Linked DNA regions of Sus scrofa: region 2 is linked to region 1. A link is a contact called in public Hi-C data. All regions are on one chromosome and are shown on one strand. Each heading gives the region's core, a stretch centred on a gene start, on an enhancer-like site or on the middle of the called end of the contact. The rest is flanking DNA. Distances are from core to core; before and after follow the strand shown.

Region 1 (5,955 bases), core at 929-3,428:
GGAAACTTGGGTGTTTAGAGACAGAGCAGCCTGAAGCTCAGCAATGAGTCAGGGCCAGAGTGGGCACTAGCCCCAGAAACTTGGAATCCCCATCTCTGGCAGGGAGATGCGATCTATCTTTCAAGGGACTTAAACGTTCACATGAGAAACAGATGGCAGAGACCAACAAGAATATCCACACATCCTGGGATGGGACAAGACAAAGGGCAGCCTACAGCACCTAGTTGAAGCTGGAAAAGAAGCCAGTCCAAGGCCCCCAAATGTCATTTAAGCAAACAGAAAATGAGCACTGCTCCAGCCCCTGCTCGGCAGGCAGAGGCTGCTGCTCACCTAATGGCATGTAAGTTGATGCCATAAAGATACCCCATCCATCCTCATCTCAAGGCCCTCTATTTTTATCTGATTTGAGTTCAGAAATGCCTGTTCATCGTTGACCAGATAAGGAAAGCAGGTATTATGTGCACAAGCACCAGACAGAAAAAGGGCTCTGGTAATTTCAAATCCTCTGGCTTTTCTGTCTCCTTCATGAGGGAAAGTTAAAAATACTGTTTATATCTAAAATGCACAATGTGAATCAGAATGCCTCATAAACTGTAGGGGTTAGGTGGTAACATAACTGCACATTTAAAGGCCAGCAAAGTAACCAGGTTAAGCTAAGAAAGCGTGGCTAGGTTCTGGTATTTTAGATGAGCATAATCAAATGTTCCATTCCAAACACCGGTGAAAGAAACAAACAAATGGGTAACAGTCTGCAACCAACAGGGTTTTCCCCCCGCTTTCCCTGCTGGAGGGTGATTCATGAAAACAGAAGTCCTGATGGGGGTAGGGGGGGAGCTACGGGGGAGCAGTCATTCCCACTCCCACCCCCCACCCCCGTAGGACCAGAGAGAACCTGAGAAACTCCAGCGAGAAACAATGCCTACTCCCAGTTACTTGGCCAAGGGCAGGCCCTGGCTCCAGCCATCACTGGGAAATCCTTACTAATTTGGGGGCCAGGGCAAAATGGGTCAATATTTTTCGGTCTGAAAGTTAAACCAAACCGTTGTAGCATTCTTGGAGGAGGCGAGGGAGGGGCAAATTCTCTAGACCAACCCCTGACCCGGTGGTGAGGTGGGGCGGGGGTGGGGGTGGGGGACAGCCCTCCCAGGGCAGTCCTCATTCCCCAGCCTCCACCGCCACCCACCCGCATCGCAATGCCCCAACTCGGTCCCTGGGGGATCCTCTAGTGTCTGTGGGTTTCACTGCTCCAGTTAGCCCTTCCAGCGTCCTGGCCCAGCCATTTCCAGCTCAGTGTCCGGTACAATGAAATACCCAGGAGGCTTTCCACGGAATCCAAGGCGTATATCAAATATACACGCTACTCAACTAATAAGACAAGTTCGTCAGCCCACTGCTAGTTTCAATTCATCAAAAATTCATTAAGTGATTACGAAGTTCCAGGCGCTGAGCGCCCTCCTGCAGATTAAAAAACGCGGCAGGTACCTCCACCTCCGTTTTCAAAGAACCCACGTACTGGGAGAGCTGGGGCGGGACAGCCCAAGAAGAAGCTGAAGTGAGAATACTATTACTGGCCGAGGGGATCCCTCCCGAGAGGCCTCGTTCCGTCAGTCCCCTGGGGGGAGGTGGTGGGGGGACGGGGACACACTCTAAAAGGGTCTCACCGCCCAGGCCAAGCGTCCTCCCCGGCCTGCCCCGCTCCGGGTCCTCGCCCCCGCACTCACTGGGTCTTTCTGCGGCCCTGGTCCCGGTGCAGCTCCCGCAGGTCCACCTCGGCGCGGCCCAGGAACTTGTCGAGGCCGAGCAGCGCGCGGTGCAGCACGGTGAGCTGCAGGGTGGTGGCGGCGGCTGGCACAGCCTCGGCCGACAGCAGCGGCGGCAGCTCGAAGGTGGCCTCCTCCCGCCACACGGGCGCGCCCAAACTGCGTTCGGACACTGAGGTGGCGTACTTCTCCTTGCCCACCTGGATCACCGCGTACGCGTCGCTCGTGCCCCCGGGGCCCTTGGCCCGAAGACCCCGCGCCTGCAACACCGTCACCTGCACGTGCGTTGGGGACCATACGGGCCCTCGGCCCTTGCCCGCCGAGGCCGCCAAGGACATGGTGACGGCTGTGCGATCCAACCGAAAGTGAGAAGATAGCCGCGACGCGCGGCTTCCACAGCCTGCCCAGCCGCCCCGACCTCTTTAAGGCTTCCGGCCACGCCCCCTCCTGGACACGCCCCCTCCACCCGCCCCCACCTGCCGGGCGGGCCCGCCTCCGTCGCGTACGCGAAGCTAGGCTCTAGGGGCCCGGGTGGGGCTAGCGCTTAGTGGGCGGGGGCGGGGCTTGGAGAATTCCGGTCTGAGAGTTGGTAGGTGAGAGTTGGGGTCTTACTTGCCAAAGGTCGCATGGCTCAACCGGAACGGAACTGACCGAAGCAGAGACTGGGAATGAGACCTCATTTCCAATCTGGCCTCGTCCAAGTGGCAGGTGTGTGGCTTTGCACAGATTACTTAAAGCCTTGGAGTCTCAGTTTCTTTGTATGTAAAATGAGATAACAACCACCTCGTAGAATTGTTGCCAAAAAAATGTCACCTGGCCCAGGGCGAGTTCTCAGTAGAGGGTAGCTATGAAGGTGATAATGAATGCGATTCCGAATTCACTGCTCTTTCTACTTTGGTCGCTGGGGAAGTTACTCTGGAGGAAAGTGGGTCCAGGGATGGTGCCAGGTGGGTGGCTAAGGAGGAGGATTTTTGATGGCTACCTCAAAAGGGGAAGGTAAAGGAAGGGAGCACTTGAGGTGGTGTGGGAGTGTTCTATTTTGCCGCGCCTTCACCAAAAAAGGTGAAGCCAAGAGGAGGGAAGTCAGAGAAGGGAAGGAAAGGAGGAACTGAACGGGATTGCCAAATGGACCTCGGGAGCAGAGGCCCTTCTCCCGCAGTTCCCTCTTTCTCAGGTCTGGACCCTCTGCAGTCTCTCTTCACCCTCTGGGCTCCCAGTCAGGCACCTCCTTGTTCCCAGGGTCCATTGGATGGGCGATGCCCTTCATTTCCTGTATCCTACTTCAAAGGTTCAAATATTGATCAACAGATTGCAGAGGTCACTTTGAAGGGTTTTAGGTTTTACAGTTAAGGAGAGTCCTGGAGCAGATAAGTGATTCGTTCAAGGCTCTACAACAGAGCCAGGACTAGAACCCAGGTGTTCTGACTCCCATGCAGTCTTTCTATTGCATCCTTTGATTCTTCCAGATCCTCAGAGCTCCAGTCTCGGGTTGCTGTCAGTTTCCCGCCAGATCTCTAGATTCCTCTCCCTCCAAGCCACACTACACACAGCCTGCTCCAAATCCTACCATGGTGCCTCCCCACCAACCGCATTAACTTCAGTCTTGAAAGAGATTCAAGGCATTCCTGTCTGGGGCCCACTCTGACTCACTTCTCTATCTCCTAGACAAACTATAGCACTGATAATCTGTCCCATCTGTCCCACGGCTGCCCTGCCCACCTTTGCCAACCCACGTCCTACCCCCTGCAAGGCTTTACTCAGATTTCTCCAAGGTTTGGCTTCCCATAGCCCTCTTCAGGGCAGAACCACGTGCTGACTTGTCTCCTCCAGAGCCCCTGACACAAACCTGGACACACAGTAGGTACTGAAGAAGTGCTATGGAATTGAAGAGTTGGCAGGTTATCCCACACTACCATAAGTACATAGTGTTTCTTTTACATCAGATATTAGAAGACTAAAAAAAAAATTTATTTTTTAGATCTTTTTTTAGGGCCTCACCTGCAGCATATGGAAGTTCCCGGCTAGGGGTTGAATCAGAGCTGTAGCTGCCAGCCTACAACACAGCCACAGCAATGCCAGATCCAAGCCACATTTGTAACCTATGCCACAGCTCACGGAAATGCTGGATCCTTAACCCCCTGAGCGAGGCCAGGTAACAAAACCACATCCTCATGAATACTAGTCGGGTTCTTAACCCACTGAGCCACAACAGGAACTCCAAAAAAAAAAAAAAATTTAAGAAATTAGAAAATAGGGAGTTCCCATAGTGGCTCAGCAGTTAACGAATCTGACTAGTAACCATGAGGTTGCAGATTTGATCACTGGCCTCACTCAGTGGGTTGAGGATCCAGTGTTGCCACAAGCTGTGGTGTAGGTCACAGACAAGACTTGGATCCTGAGTTGCTGTGGCTGTGGCCGTGGTGTAGGCCGGAGGCTACAGTTCCGATTGGACCCCCAGCCTGGGAAACTCCACATGCCGCAAGAACGGCCCTAAAAACCAAAAAGAAAAGAAAAAAATTAGAAAATAGACATTATGCCCCAGGTTTGCAGCTGAGGGGTGCTGCAGTGCCGGAAAGACCTATTTAGTACGTTGTAAATATTTAACGGTGATGGGAAGGGGAAAGGAAAGGAGGCAGCAGACATGTAAGTGGCAGGAAAAGCCTAGCAGAACCCTGTTGTTTTGGTACCAATTCCCCTGCTTGACCATCTGTTAACCTCATCCAACCTCATGGCTCCATTCATTACCATGAAGATTTATTGAGAACTTAGCTGGCCCAGTGTGTGCCAGATGCTACAAACAGAGGGCACAAAGCCTTCTGAATGAGACCCAGTTGCAAGAGCACACCTCCCAAATGCTATAAATGAAGTCCTGTATCTGTAAAATGCTGTGGGTGTTTTAAGAGCAATTTCTCTAGCAGGTGGATTTGTAAGAAGGAAGTGGCATTGAGCTGGGCCCTAAAGGAGCCAGACATGACAGGCAGAGAAGAGGACATGGAGAAAGAGCATTTCAGGAGACAACAGCCAAAGCAAGGATGTAGGGGCCAGAGAGCTCATAGCATATTTAGGGCCTATGAGCACACCACTGGGGCTGGGCTCTGGGATATTCTAGGAGGGCATGGGGAGGCAGGTAGAGATAAGACAGCCAAGGTTGGTCAGCCCGGACTGTGCAGATCATGAACACCAGGCTGGGGAATTTATACCACAGTGCTAGACCAGGTGAGCCAGCCTCCAGGGGACTTTGAACAGTGGTGTGATCAGGCTGTAAGGCAGGTATGAGCAACAGCAGCCCAGCAGCCAATAGCAGGGCAGGTCCCAGCCAGATACTCACCTTCATTTTTATTCGGGGACTGTCTGCCTCACCCCACCCCCAGCCCCCATTCTACCCCACCCGAGAGCATCCTCAGTGACTAAGTTGATACTACATTTTAAAAAGGCTCTGTGGTTGTTGCTGTCATGGCTCAGTGGTTAACAAACCTGACTAGTATCCATGAGGACTCGGGTTTGATCCCTGGCCTCACTCAGTGGGTTAAGGATCAGGCATTGCCATGAGCTGGTGCTGGGATCTGGCATTGCTGTGGCTGTGGCGTAGACTGGCAGCTATAACTCCATTTAGACCCCTAGCCTGGGAACCTTCATATGGCACAAGTACAGCCCTAAAAAGATAAAATAAAATGCTTGATATATTTAAAAAAAAAAAAAAATACTGGCCCAGGGAATGATGTTTTTCAGCTCTGGTCTCCCCTCTCCCACACTCACCTTGCTAGTGCTGCCTCCACAGCAGAGAGAGCCAGGAATGAAACCAAGCAGGACAGCCCCATAGGCTGAGTGTGACACAAAGCCTCCCTTCCACTCGTGGAAAGGATTAGAAAACTGGGAGGGGGCTGGAAACTGGGAGCACCTGCTGACCTCATGTGTTTGAGTTTCACATAGGCTCTGTGGTTAAGGCGGGGGTGGTAGGTTGGAGAAGAAGGGGGCAGCCTTGCTCTTGCTCCTGCTCCTGCAGAGAAATCCCCATCCATATCTTTCCCTCTAGACCCTGGATGCCAGCCGGGTTAACTCAGAGGAGTGGGGGCTTTGGAGGAGAGGTGCCAAGAAGCCCAGCACAGGGCAAGGTGGGAAGCTGCCTTCTCCTCTCTTCCCACTAGAACACACTGTCCCTCGAGGCTCACCTCTGCCCAGAGGCTAAGGGGGGGTT
Region 2 (5,955 bases), core at 938-3,437, 84 kb before region 1:
GAGCTCTGGTGTAGGTTGCAGCCTCAGCTTGGATCTTGGGACCCGGCATTGCTGTGGCTGAGATGTAGGCCAGCAGTTGCAGCTCCAATTCCATCCCTAGCCTGGGAACTTCCTTATGCCGTGGGTGTGGCCCTTAAAAAAAAAAAAAAGAATTGGAAAACAAGATCCTACCATATAGCACAGGGTACTATATTCAATGATCTGTGATAAACCATAATGGAAAAGAATAGGAAGAAGAATATTTATAAATATGAATATATACAACATATGAGGAATTTTTGTTGTACCGCAGAAATTAACACAATATTATAAATCAACTATACTTCAGTAAAATTAAATTTAAAAAAAAAATTTAAGTTCCCAGCGCTGGCTCTTTACACCTCAGACATTGTTTCCTCACCATACTTGTAAAATGGAAAGTCACTCGAGCTCCACTCATCTTCCTGAGTGAGTATAGAGGCCAAAAGTGATGATCAACAGGACAGGACAGCGTCCTGGAAATGTCTCCACCTCATTCCCACCTGTGGGAAAGCATCGCCTCATTAAATGTCAGCCTCAGAGAGTGGATGTTGCAGTGGAATTCCTTTCCAGCCTCTGAGTGCCTTCACTTAGCAAAAAAAAAAAAAAAAACAGAAATGACAGAAAGACTGTGTGACCCAGGCCAGAGGCCTCCTCTGCTCTGGTCTCTGAGAAGTTCCCTGGCCTGTGAACCAGAGGATTGGGTGGCAGGCCTGCCCTGGGCCGTGGCTCTGTGACGACCCTTCCTAGGAATGCAAGCCCGGCCCCTGCCAGCCCTGCAGAGGGCTCCTGCTGAGGGAGGCCCGTCTTCTCCCTTCCTCCATTTGCAGTCACTATTTATTTATCTTTGGAAGTTGAAGGAACCAGAGCCTGCAACTGGGACAGACCTGTGGAGCCAGAAGGAGCCAGTGTCTGGGCCTGGCATCTGCCGCTCATGTGAGGGAAAGAAGCCATTCCCAGCAAAGGGGGTGGGGGACCCAGCTGATATGCCACTGTACTAGGAAAGGTGCCACATACACCAGCAGAGCCAAGGGCACACAAAGACGGTGACGGTCACTACAGTGGCCGATTCGGTGGCCCAGCGAAGGATGGGAAAAGGAGCTCTGCCCAGGAACCCCTCAACCCTGGTAGCCTCATCTCCACAGCAAAGGTGCCATTTCTACTCCTCACCCCCAGCCTGCATCTCCCTGCAAGTGTCAGAAAAGGCAGCCTCTGTGGGAAGACAAGAAGCAGACACATTGGGCCACACTTCATTTGTCCCTCTGTCCCAGCTTGTGTTTCAGTCTATCTGGGAATCAAGGTGATTTTCAAACCCATCTGAGTGCCCTCCCACCACCACCGCTAACCAGTTTTCAGGCAACAACTTGCATTCACAAACTAGGGGGCAGGCAGGGCCCCACTTTGACCCCCAAGATTCTACCCCCCCCATGTGTCCTTAGAGCTGCCTAGAAAGGGCCCTCCTGACTGGGTACAGTGCTTTTTCCACTCCCAGCACACACCCCTGCTTTTCCCTTCTCCATCCCCCCCATTCCCACTGTTCCCCCAAACACACACGTGGATGTGGAAAAGGTAGGCGGTGGCAGATCTAGCCTGTCTGCCTTGGCCTTTGACCCCTCCTAGGCAGAAAGACATGCACCCCCCACTGGGCGAGGTCAGCCAGCAGCAAGGAGGGTCTGAGCCTCCTAAGACTTGGCTACGATCCTGCAGTGAGTGCCGGCCTCCAGACTGGCCCATCAGGTCAGGGGTCAAGGGAAGCCGAGCCTCAGCAACCCCAGAGCAGTGAACAAAGTTAAACCAAAACATGGACATCTCTGGCCAAGCCCGCAGGTCAACGAAAGTCCCAGAGATATGGGGTGCAGGCTGGACAGGAATGAGTGAGGGAAGATTTTGTGAAAAGTGACGGCGGTTGGCTTTGAGGTCGGAGATGGGTTGTCAGGAGGAAGATTCCTGCCTCAGGGGAGAGGGGCGGGAGTGAGAAAAAGTCTACATTCAAGGCGGGTGCAGGGAACTTGCGGGGCCTCAAGCCGGCTGGCCCGCTCAGGCTCCGAGGAGGGCAGAGGCCTGGCTGCGTATCGGGAGGCGCTAGGGCCTCGCGGACGGACGAGCTGGCGAGGGGAGGGCGCCCGCTCGGGAGGGAGGGAGGGGGCTGGCGGCGGCGGGAGCGGCGCCGCGCCGAGCTGCCTCCATCCATGGCACGGAGCGGCGGCGGCGGCGGCGGCGGCGGCGGCGGCAGGAGCCCGGCGCGATCCGCTAGGTCCCAGCCCCGCGCAGAGCGAGCAAGCGCCGCGGAGGGGTCCGGCCTCAACCGGCCCGGGAGAACCGCGCAGAGACTCGGGCCGCGACGCCTGGGGCCGCCCGCGCCGCGCTGACAGCCGCGCCCGCGTCCTCCCCGCCGGGGCGCTCGCCGGACATGCCCCCGGGGCGCGGCGGCGGGGACCCCGGGGCTTGCCTCCGCCCAGGGCCCCCCGCCCCGCCCTCGGGCGCCCCGGGCCCCCGCTGAGCACGCCTCCCGCACTCTCGGATCCCTCTGGCCGGCGCGCAGACGGGCCCCAGCGCTGTCGGTCCCCGCGGGGCGATGGGCTGATGGGCACCGCGGGACGCAGGATGCGGGCGGCGCCCGCGCGCCTGCTGCTGCAGCTGCTACCCTGGCTGCTGCTCTTGGTGCCCGGGACCTGGGGCGCGCCCGGCTGCCCGGTCCCCATCCGCAGCTGCAAGTGCTCGGGGGAGCGGCCCAAGGGGCTAAGCGGCGGCTCATCCAACCCGGCACGCAGGAGGGTGGTGTGCGGCGGCGGGGACCTCCCGGAGCCTCCGGAGCCCGGCCTTCTGCCTAACAGCACCGTTACCCTGTGAGTACCAAACTCGGCCAGCCCAGCCCGATCCCCGACGAGGGGACGAAAGGAAACCAGACGGGAGGGGTGAGAAATGGGGGACCGAGAGGATGCCAACACTTCAGAGACTCTAGGACAGGCCTGGTCCAGAAGAAGAAAAGGGAGGCTTGGAGAAGCAGGGGGAAAATTAGAGCTCCAGGGGTGTCGAATGAGGAAGGAGCATGGCGTGGAGTGGGGGTGGGGGCGTCCCAAAGAGAGGCAAGGCGGACGCCCACTCACCTGCACAGGTGAAGGGGAATGCGCGCTGGCGGGACGCCCACGCCCCTTGAGTTTCCAGCCGGGGCTGGTGTTGCGGACTTCGGGGACCTGAAGTGGGCAGGCTCGGGGAAGGCTCAGGGAAGCTCGACGCCTGCGGCCCAGTAGGTGGTTGTGGTCTTTACCACCGCGGACGCGTCCCTGGCGGCACGCCGATTCACTCCGCGGGCCTGGCTCCTCCAGTTGGGGGCGCCCCATTCGACCCTGAAGCCTGCCAGCCCCGCTTGCAGATCTTCTCTCTAGCGCAGGCGGGAGGGTGGGCTCGGAAAAAGTCTGTCCTCGGGGTGCAGGCGCTTCTGGGGTGAACAAGACCCCAGCGTCCCGATTCTTCTCGGGCCCCTCTCCCGCCCGCGCGCATCTGTGAAGTGAGCTCTGTTTTGGGTCCTGCATCCGTCCCTCTTCTTTCCCTCCCCGGATATAACACGAGCTTTGGCTGTTTCTCGATTGACTTCTTCGCGTAGGGATTGCGAAGACAGAAACCTGGCTGAGGTCGGAAGGAGGCTGCCTGCTAGGCTCCTTCGGTCTTCCCAAGTTTCCCTTCTCAGCTGGGGCCTTATTAAACTCTCACTTTGACGGCAACTAGCGCGGCCGGTCGCGCCGCAACCCAAACCCAAACCTCCGCGAGGGGGGTCCGAAATCCCGGCAACAGCGAGAGAATTAGCGACCCCTCCCCACCGCGACGATTTCCTGCGCAGACCACGTGCTTGCAGCTCCACGCACGCGGCGGAGTGGAGGGTCCGGCCCTAGCGGCGGCCCCTTCCTTTCCTGTCCCGGATCCAGCCTACGACGAGCCGCTTCCCCTTCCCTGTCCTCCTGACCCCAGTGGCAACCGTTTCCCCACCGCCCCTTGCCCGGAGTTGGAGCTGGCGCACAGTCTAGCCGATTGTGTCCAGAACAATACAGTAACGCCTCTGGTTGGGTGAGTTCAGAGGCTGCCCGCTTCCTGACAGGACACGACTGGTCAGCCTCTGACGTTGGCCGCCCGGCCTGTATTTTCCCCCAGCTGGGGTGGGTGGGTGTTTGTGTGCATGAGGGGGCTGGAAGCCAGGTCTCCGCTCTTTTCCAGGGCCTAGCAGCTGGGACCGGACAGGGTCCCGCAAAGTAGCCCTGGCAGCGGATTCAGATCCCTCTGAGTGTCCACTGGTGTTGAAGTGTCCAGACAGGCCTGGGCATTCCCCAGCCCACTCAGTTCTGGAGGAGAAAAATGCTTGCTGCGTGGAATAGCTGGGCCAGTGTCTGTGTGATTACCCACTGGGCTATGATTATTCAGTTCTGGGAGGTGTGTGTGTGTGTGTGTGTTCTGGATCTGGTGGCTGTGCTCACACATGTGTTAGGATTAGGGAACCCTCACATGCTGAAGGCATAAGGAAGTGGGGGAGCATTAAAAGGTGGTTTTGCTGTACACCTTAGAATGGCAACTAATGCTTTGCAGCCATGGCTAATTCCCATCGACGCCACTCCAAGGACAGAGCAGGGCCAACTCTTGATGAGAATATATTGGGACACAGTGACAGCCAACAGAACTACTAGCTCACCTTCCCATCCCAAACCATCCCCAAAGGAAGACCCCACCTTTTGTCCCAGGCCACTGTCACCTTCCAAAGGAACAGGCCACCTGAGCCTAGCTGGACATCTCCATGGGGACAGCAGCCAGGGCAGACCAGAGCTGCCCATGAGAGCCCGCTGGTGCATGAGCCGGGGCGTGGGGGGGGGGGAGGAAAGGGCGGTGAGTAAGACCAGTCATGGCCATATTCCTTGGACGCTCCCCTCAGGCTCCACCTGGTCCTGATCCCCTGACAGCCACCCCTCCTCCAAGCTGGCTTCTGAAGGAAAAAGAGCCCCTGTTCTTCTTAAGCAGAAGCTGTGCAAGGATTCTCTTTTGGGGCTCCAGTCCCTCCAGCAAACCCACCCTACCCAGCATGCATTTTGAGGGAAGAAGGAAGAGAAGGGCTGGGAAGGGGCTTCCTCTCTTCCAGCCTGGCAGCAAAGAGGCTAAGAGCACAAAAACCTTCACAGCCTCCCAAACTCCTCCTCTTTACTCTTTTATTACTTTTTCCACACAATGTTCCCCTTTCACTTTTTGCCCATCACCTGGTGCAAACAACAGGCCAGTGGTCTTCAAATTCTGGCTTTCCCCTCCCTCCCCTCCCCTGCTTTCCTCCAGCAAGGGCCCCCAGTCCCCTTCACACACCACCCCACCCCTGGAAAGGGGAGGAACTCAGACCTCCACCTGGGGAAGCCTGGCCCAGTTCAGGCAGAGAAAGGGCTAGGTAAGGTGCCTGTCTGCAAGGGGCCTCCTGTCTCTGCTCAGAAAGCCTCTGGGCCATTCAACGGCAATCCTGGGAACAGTCCTGTTTCCCTCACGGAAAACCCGTCCACCTCCACCCTGTTATCTCAACCCCTGCCTTCTGTTTTTGTAGACCAAAGGCCCCCCTCTTCCCACCCCTGGCTCCCCCCCCCCAGTGGATTTTCATTTGCAGTTTTCCAGGAAAGCAGAACTCTTGGCTTCCTTCCTGATCCATCTGTCCTACCCCACCCCCCAGTCTCGTGGCCCAATCCATGGGCAGTTGTGGGTACAAATGCTGGTCCAGAGCAGGAGCCTTAATGGGCCTGGGCGGAGGGCAAAGGCTTATCACAGGGAGAAGCTGCATGGGGGAGGGGATGCAGACCACTGCGAGCCCCCCCACCTCCCCTGGGCAGCAGCTGATGGGCCTGCCCTCTGGTTCTGGGCTCTGGGAGTTAAGAGTGGGGCAGAGGGATAAGGAATTCCAGGGGAGGACTGATAATGGATAAC

Evidence for each region. A called contact is a pair of places that touch in the nucleus more often than the background predicts.
Region 2: a contact with region 1 is called in a Hi-C map of epiblast stem cells, with 1.7 times the contacts expected there. The contact joins the promoter of ADGRA2 here to the promoter of RAB11FIP1 in region 1. A contact is called at or near these places in 1 of 5 promoter capture datasets (fetal liver), 17 of 47 Hi-C or Micro-C datasets (adipose tissue, blood, embryonic fibroblasts and 9 more) and 1 of 2 datasets of contacts at active chromatin or transcription factors (skeletal muscle).

What each region holds. Positions count from the first base shown.
Region 1 is chr15:48,523,606-48,529,560 of Sscrofa11.1, reverse strand. RAB11FIP1 (rab11 family-interacting protein 1) reads right to left here and starts at 2,178. Exons shown (of 5, transcript XM_021076260.1): 1 at 1,722-2,178. The coding sequence starts at 2,098.
Region 2 is chr15:48,607,266-48,613,220 of Sscrofa11.1, reverse strand. It overlaps ADGRA2 (adhesion G protein-coupled receptor A2), which reads left to right and starts at 2,187. Exons shown (of 20, transcript XM_003133366.4): 1 at 2,187-2,864. The coding sequence starts at 2,602.